Linked DNA regions of Sus scrofa: all the other regions are linked to region 3. The links are chromatin contacts, called in public Hi-C maps. All regions are on one chromosome and are shown on one strand. Each heading gives the region's core, a stretch centred on a gene start, on an enhancer-like site or on the middle of the called end of the contact. The rest is flanking DNA. Distances are from core to core; before and after follow the strand shown.

Region 1 (2,700 bases), core at 97-2,596, 320 kb after region 3:
GCAACCTTCAACATTGCTAATTTCATCTGATGTCAGAATACTTAAATAGGCAGGACCTGGGAATTATTTGATCAAACTTGCTTTTAATCTAATGCATGTGCAAGGGCTGTATCTGGAGTAATCTGCAAAATGACAGGCATCCCAGGAGAGCTTTATGGAAGGTTTCCTCTTTCAGAAACAGTAGCTTCCTCATTTTAAACTATTGGGTTGGCTGTGTTGATGGAGTAAATTCATAAAGAGTAGTTTTCCTGCTTTTTAAATTTCATCTGGCCAAATGTTGCTGACCGGATGTGAATAGTTTTCTTTGGCTTTCTTTTTGGCCAGTTTTTAATTGGCTAAATGCCTGGATATTATTTTAGCTTTACTAGGAAATGAATTAATAAAAGGTTATTGAGGAGAAGAGAGAAAGAGAAAGGGCAGAGCATTATCTGACTTCACACACATTCCTTTCTTACTACTGGTTTAGGAAAGTGAAAACACAAAGAACAAAAGACCCAAAGTCATTAGATTATATAGATTATAAAGGCATTTTTTCTACAGTAAGAATGAAGAGAAATTAGTGTCAAGGATTTTTAAGTGAACAGTTTACTAATTTGGACATATCCAAATAAGGGAAACTCAATTTGTTCTTTAGTTTTACTCAGAACTGTGTGGATCCTTAAAGGTAGCATGCTTTTGACAGAGAATAAATAAAGGGATAGCACTTTCATTAACTTCATATCTGAAATATAACTTTATGATTAGTTTTTGTAAAATGTCATCTATGCAATTAGATAGCATATGAATACTTATGCTAATTCAGTTTTAAAGGCTATTAAAAGAAAATGTACTTTGATTTGTCACAGTATATCAATACTGCTTATATTTTTATTGAGGATAGATTATTTTAAGTTGAAAAGATTTATAAAGTGTTTAAGTGTGTTTTGACAGTAAATATCTCTATATCCCTGTTTTTCACATCTCATAAATACTGCTCCCCACATAACGTAATTCAGAAGGCACGCTTAAAAATTACAAACAGTGATGCTTTGTGTAAATAAATATGCACTAAGAAGAACATACTACTAGATCTAGCATTTGACTTCTTGGGTGACGATTAATTTCACTGCCTGTTATTTGTCATGCCGAAGCCTGTCGGGCAATGATTCTTTTTATTGGTGTATATCCTCCCAAACATATTTCATCGCACCATGTGCACGGGAGTTCTTGGGCGGGTGTATTGGATCTGGGTGCCCCCTCTTCTGTTCGCTCCCTTCCTTTCTTGCCCTGGCGCTCTCGCCTCCCCCAGCATCCAGCCCCCTCGCCCGGCTCACACCCCTTCCTGTCCCTCCAGCTGGCGGTGGCGCTGCTTCTCGGACCTCGTGGACCTGCTCAGTCAGCTGGGGCCCCCTGCGGACAGCTGCCTCCCTCGCCACTAGGACCTGCCACTCTGCGCGGAATGGCAGCGGCAGCAGCATCCCCGCCAGCGGCGGTGGCGGCAGCAGCCACGGCTACCGCAGACGCTATTGTTCCCTGGTGTTAAACGCTCTTTCCCTCCTTTTCATCTGACTCGAACAATAGCCGGGAAGAGGTTTGGGTTCTGTAGTCCTTCGGAAGACCTTCGGAGAGTGAAAGAAAATTCCCTGCCAACAGCATCCCGGACCTGGACACTGGAGCGGTTGCGGACGGCATGGGGCTGCAAGCTAGGCGCTCGGCGTCACAGAGCCTGGGCGCTGCGGGCCCGCGCCCGGCAGTCCTGCCGCTGCTGCTACCGCTGCTGCTGCTGGTGTGCCCGGGCACCCGCGGGGCGCCGGGCGAGGCGGAGACACCCACCCTCTATCTGTGGAAGACTGGTAAGTGGGACGGAGTTCCCCCTGCTTCCCTTCTTCACATCTGGGTCCACATTACCTAACTGCTAAGCTTCAGGAGGGACCCCTGTGCTTCTTGATGGCCCGGGTATGCTGAGATCCTAAGGTAAAAAGTATGATTCTTAGGAAGCAAATTAGGTCATGTCCGATGCTATTAGGAAAGAAAAACCTAACAACTAAAAGGCATTAGTGAATCACTAGAATGGTATTTTTCTCACAGCTCCATAGTTAATGAGGGCAAACCAACCTGCACTTTCATAATTAAGTGCCATATTTTTAACCTCTACATTCTCATTCTAGCAAAGAACAAGCAAACATTTTAGCTCTGGTCTTTATTCTGTGTTAAGACAAACAATTTAGTCAGTGCCATGGTATATATGGATATAGAGTTAAATTTGTTAAGTGTAGCTTATGTGGGACACGTGGAAACAAGCCAAGTGAGGGCAGTTCTAACAGTTAAAAGCAAGTGGGACTCCAGCGAGCTGGCTGAGACCTTGTAAAGCTTAATTCTTAACGAGTGAATTGCCGGATTTTTAAAGTGTGTAATTCTTAGGATGTTTAGGTTTCAACTTTTCCTGCCTTGAAAAATTTTTGCTTTGTTTTCAACCAGGCAACGAAAGCAGCAACTAATTGTCCCTCAGAACCTCCTAGCAAAGTGCTGACTAGAGGTCCTGGTGGGGCAGTGAAGGGCAGGAAAACAATACCAAATGAAGAATTACCACCCCCTCTCCAGCCGCTCCTTTCTCCTCTAAAGGACACTGAGAATTCTTCAGCAGACCTGAAACTTGACATTTATAGGAAGAAAGTGGGAAACATTATTCTTATTGCTTAGGGCTAGGGATGAATTGACTTT
Region 2 (2,700 bases), core at 144-2,643, 390 kb before region 3:
AAGTGCTTCTGATAACACACTACTTCTCTAAGAGCCCTAAATCCCAAAAAAGGTGTTTTAAACCTGACCGTGTAAAAAGATGCATAGCTATTTTCTAAAATATAAAAGACTACACGTCAAAACATGCTGTGTCGGAAAAGCTAATCCATGCACTTGAATACGCCCCAAATACCATTTTTATTCTTTTAAGTTAGACTTACTTAAATACTGTCTAGAATCAAGATATAGTATTACAGTATTTGATTCCCCAAAATGTCAAAACTCATTTGGCCAAAACTTAAAAACCAAACACTTCCTCTTTTTCCCTTACTGGTTGGACCAATGTGATCAATATAACTGTGTGTGTATATATATATTAATCTACCATAACATTTTCATTCATTAGCATTTTATCTTAACATACCAAGCCTAGCATGCAATTTCCTTGCAAAGGCTTCCCCCCATAAGACATAAGCACAAAACACTAGGCAGACACTCTCCAAAGTTTTATTTCACTAACTTCAGGTCAAATTTCCACAACTGTTTTCTGGTCAATTTCCTATCCTTGCTTGGCTTCCCAAAATGGTAGTACCAAAAGACTTGTGGGGTAGGGAGAAGAGACCATTTGAAGAAGCACTGCATTTACTCATCTTCCACAAGGCAGTAGATTTGGACATCTGATTGTTCAACAAAACAAAGCTTTAACAGCATCCAGGAGGGCAGGCAGGCAAACCAGGCTGTAGACACTCTTCCATTTGTCAAAATCAGAAGGAGAAAACCTACTCCACACAAATAGAAAAGGTATCGTGGTTCATCTCTTCTTTTTCTGTTGCCGCAACATTTTTCTTCTTTTAATTATCATATCGTGTAGTTTCTCAAGTCCTTCCTTTAGTCCATCGCCTATGATTGCACAGGTGGGCTGCAAATGCCAGGGAGTTGAGGAGCTTAGTTCACCCATTGCTAATAATTTTTCAATTTCTGAGAGAGACAATGAGTTCCTCAGGTCTTGCTTGTTAGCTACTATAAGCACAGGGACTCCTTGATTTTCTGATATCCTAGTTATTTTATGAAGTTCAGTTTTGGCTTCTTCCATCCTTTCAACATCAACAGAGTCCACAACAAACACAATGCCATCTGTGCATCTGGTGTATGATTTCCACAGTGGCCTTAATTTCTCCTGACCACCTACATCCCAGAAGTGAAAAGTGACTGTTTTAGAATTTCCCAAAGTTACCTTAATTTTTTCAGTGTTAAATCCTTTGGTAGGTACAGTATTTACAAACTCATTGAATTGAAGCCTGTACAATACAGTTGTCTTTCCAGCACAGTCCAAACCCAGAATGACGATGTGGAAGGACTGAAAGGAAGGCAGGCTGGACAGGATAGAAGTCTGGTCTGACAGTCCATTCCCCATTTCCAGCTGCAAAGAAGTGTTCCAAATTCAAATGCTTTCTTCTTACTGCTTTGGTTCTCTTCCTAGGGGATACAGCTACCAAGCTGCTGAGGGGGGAAATGAATAAGTTACTCTTGTGAAATAATTTACTACAACTGTTTTCCTCTCTTCTTGCTAAATAAGCAACACGAGGAACTTGATAAATGAAACTTGTTGCCATAAACATACCAAATGAGATAAGAAATGTACGCAATCCGACGCAGACGACAGAAAAATCGATGCCACTGAAATTCTTTAACATTCACTGAAATTGCAGTAATACGTAGTTTTCTCTACTCCCCCCGGGGTCCTTAGACCTCAAAGATCTCATTCCGGAGACAACCTAGTCACCAGCATGCGGGACAAGTCGCAGTAGCCATAGAAGTGGTTTTTTTGGAAGAAAATTTGCATCACGTAATCGATTGATCTTTAGTATCTAATTCCATATGCCTAACAACATACCCACGGTCACAGTTAACCCAAGCCGCTCCCAACCCCCTACGTAAAACACAATGTTCTCACCTCCCAAATTGGAGTCGGGGTCCAAACGAGAAAGCATTGGTAGGCTTTGCTACGCTGGGGCAGAGAAGGACCCCACGTCCGCCCAGCTTAGCGCTCTCCGCAGCTCTGGCGGTTGTCGCACTAGAAACCCTGGATTCAGGCTCCAACCACGCCCACGCCTCACGGCCCACCCCTGAGCCCAAGCCCCATTGGTCACTTGCGTCAGCGCGTCCCTACCACGCCCGCCCCCGCTCCCTAATTGGTACGAGTCACTGCCGCTCCTAGAGCGGTGGAGCCAGGCTCTCTCTCGGTCCACAAGCACCACCTGTTGCCCTCAAGTTAGAAAACAGTACGCCTACGGAGGGAGCCGAGCGGCCCCTGCAGGGGAGGGGGAGCCTCGGCCGGTCGGGTCCCCGCCATCCCTCTCGCTCCGCCCGTCCCGGCGCACCTGCGGCGCTGCCCTTGGACGCAGGTCCACGATTCTCACATCCGGGGCCCGCGGTCACCGCCGGCGCGTTAACCCTTTGTCCGCTGGCCGGAGGCCGCCCCCTGCGGACCCGCCGGCCCCTGGGCATGAAGGATCGGGCTTGCGACACTCGCCAGAGCAGGTCCGCTCCTCCCCAGCACTACCCGTTCACCTCGCCCCTCAGCAGCCGGCAGGCTCGGCTCCCTCGGCAGGGCGTGGCCACACAGCTGCCTGCCCTGCAGCGGCTCACCTGACTAACCGTCCTTCCCTCGTCCGACAGCCACGTAGGATCGCGTAGATGCCAGCAGGAGGGCCCCAGCGA
Region 3 (2,700 bases), core at 58-2,557:
AAAAATCTATGTACACTGATTATTATGTTCAAAAACATAAACGATTTATAACTTCTAAAAATGCACTATTTTCTCTTGATTTGGCTCAAAGAAATGAAATCCAGGCCAAACCAATACTTGCCAATCACAGGTGGCTCACGGGCAAATTAACATCACCGTCTCCACACACTTTGACCTTGGAGCCTGTATGGAATATTAGATGAGTTGGGATCGGGCCTTAGCAGCCAGGGCCTCAGAGGCACCCTTTCTGGGATCTCAGTTAACACAACAGAGGTATAAGGTGCCTCCCACTGGAATGTCTTAAGGGGAAAAGACACAGAAGGCAAAACCAAGTGGCTCTCAGTCTGGGCCTCTTTTCCACTCTTATGTAACAGTTGCCTTGATAGAGTCAGCCTCTGACTGGTGTTTGCATCATCAAGGCTAAAGGACAAGTTGCAGACTGTGAGGTACTGGGGCATCCTTGTCCTCTCCACCGGATTTTCCTCAGAGCACTTCAACCACTTTTATTTCTGGAGATTCCTTTAGTTTATAAAGAGGTGCTGGGACCGTTCCTCTTCCCTGTGTTCGATGTTTTTATCAAAATCCTTTAATTTACTCAAAATCAACACGGATCTCAGACTCCTTACGGAGAGGGGAAAAAAACCTGTATAGGACTCCATCCAATTTAAATGGGTCATGATCTGAGCGAGAGAAGTCGGCGCCTTTTAAAAACTACATAAACAAAACTCAGGACGCAGCCTGCCTACTCTAGGAAAGGTTAAAGTTGAAACACCGGCAGCGAGTAAAGAAAACTCAAGGAGAGAAAACCCGGGGCCACCTGGGCGCTCAACGTACGGAGACCCGGAAACTACCCTGTGTGCCAGGCTTGGGCCGAAGCCTGGAGCCCCTTGGCAGGAGGCTGGGCCCGGGTGAGAGAAGGTGACACACCTCCACTGCCCAGCCCAAAGCGCCTCCCTGGTCGCCGGGCGGGCCCAGCTCCCTGGCAGCCTCCCCTCCTCCATCTCCTCGTAGGGCTCGGCTCTTCCCAGGGCGCCCGCTCGGCCCTGTTCCAGAAGGGGACTTGGGGGCTGCGCGTCCTGGGTCGCTCACCGGCACGCGGAGTGCTGCGCAGTCCCGAGCTGCTCCGGCGCGGACAGGCCCGAGGAAAGGGTCACGAAGTCCGCAGTCCCGGGTGCTGGGGCTGGAGTCAGCGGCCTGCAGCGCTGGGCCGCCGCAGGGTAGGGGTGGGGGAGGGGCGGCACAACAACAGCTTAAGCCGAGGCCCAGCGCTGCTGCGACCTGCTCCCGCGCCTGCGCAGAGCGCTCCCGGAGCAGGGGGGTGTAGCCCGGAAGCGTGCGTCACGTTTGCGTCCATTCTCCGCCTTTCTACAGCGCTGAAGGCCTGGTGCTGTGCTCGATCGGTCTACCTGTTTCGTTACCTTGGTCTCCTAAGACTTAGAGGTAAAATTTGGCCGCTCGAGCTCTGAAGATTTAAAAATGGTGGTACCCCCTCCGTTTTCTGTGACTCTGTCAGGCTGTTTCCCTTTGCGAAGGGGAAAGACGTGTACTGTTTGCCTCAAACCTGTTTGCCTCTTCAAGTGACCCCTGACACTAGAGACGCTAGGAGTGAGATAAACTGGTCGATAGCCATGTCTGGCAGCCAAAAAGTCACATCTGTTTTAATTTAGAATCTCGTGATTATTAGAAGAAAACAGTGAGTGGGCGGGAACCGGCTTTGGTTTTGTTCTGGTTGTTTTTGTTTTTGCGCAAGGTGCGCCCTCCCCCGCCCCCTAAGTGCTTAATTACAAGGGTGTGAGTCTGCTCAAATACTGTGTTTCAGCTCATCTCTGTGACTTGGGTCTACTCTCCTTAACACCTCAAAGCGTTAAGAAAATGAGAATAACAATACAGAGTTGTTTTGAGGGTTAAATGAGATAATGGAAATGACTGTCAAGCTCAGGCTACTCATTGCCTGCACTGTTTAATGTTTAGTGAATGAAAGTCATTGTTATAATCAGGGTAACAGCATGTATATATAGTAACCCAGGAAGAAAGTCATAGTAATTTATTTCTATGTTCTGACAGGATAGATTTGTTTGACCAAGAGAATATGAAGATATGTAAAAAAAAGTAAGAAATCAAAGCAATATGAATCCCCCCCCCCGCGCCCCCCCGCCCAGCAGCATGTGGAAGTTCCCAGGCCAGGCCAGGGATGGAAAAATAACAAATATATAATTTTAATACCAAAATTATATATATATGTGTAAGATAATGAGCTTTCTCACACTATATTGGTGAAGATATAAGCTCATAAAATTACTAGCAAGCAGTTAGGCATTATGTAGCAAGAGTATTAAAAATTTAAATTTTCACATCCTGCATTCACATCCTTTGGAATTTATCCTGACCCTAATGAGAACTAATATGATTTTTGTACAAAATGTTTTCATTTAAATATCCAACAATGCCATGTTGATTAAATCATTCTCCACCCTTTTTAGCCCTTGTCTTCCTGTGGGCCATTGAGTAAATCATTTATCCCATCAAATTTTCTCCTAAAAGTGGGTAGAGGAATGGTTATTTTCCACTAACATTTTTTGAAATTTCAAAATAAATAGTATAGCTAAAACAAATCAGAACATGCGAGAGAAGAAAGAAGAGCAACTTATGTATCTATTCTGACAGTCCACCTGTATGACTCTACAGGATAACTTAATATAG

Evidence for each region. A called contact is a pair of places that touch in the nucleus more often than the background predicts.
Region 1: a Hi-C map of skeletal muscle shows a contact between it and region 3, with 5 times the contacts expected there. The contact joins the promoter of THSD7A here to the promoter of TMEM106B in region 3. A contact is called at or near these places in 2 of 47 Hi-C or Micro-C datasets (heart right ventricle and skeletal muscle).
Region 2: a Hi-C map of heart right ventricle shows a contact between it and region 3, with 5 times the contacts expected there. The contact joins the promoter of ARL4A here to the promoter of TMEM106B in region 3. A contact is called at or near these places in 1 of 47 Hi-C or Micro-C datasets (heart right ventricle) and 1 of 2 datasets of contacts at active chromatin or transcription factors (alveolar macrophages).

The regions. Positions count from the first base shown.
Region 1 is chr9:81,516,846-81,519,545 of Sscrofa11.1, reverse strand. THSD7A (thrombospondin type-1 domain-containing protein 7A) reads left to right here and starts at 1,346. Exons shown (of 26, transcript XM_021102433.1): 1 at 1,346-1,832. The coding sequence starts at 1,670.
Region 2 is chr9:82,225,390-82,228,089 of Sscrofa11.1, reverse strand. ARL4A (ADP ribosylation factor like GTPase 4A) reads right to left here and starts at 1,393. Exons shown (of 1, transcript NM_001031791.1): 1 at 791-1,393. The coding sequence starts at 1,393. The coding sequence ends at 791.
Region 3 is chr9:81,836,261-81,838,960 of Sscrofa11.1, reverse strand. TMEM106B (transmembrane protein 106B) reads right to left here and starts at 1,307. Exons shown (of 8, transcript XM_003130176.4): 1 at 1,090-1,307.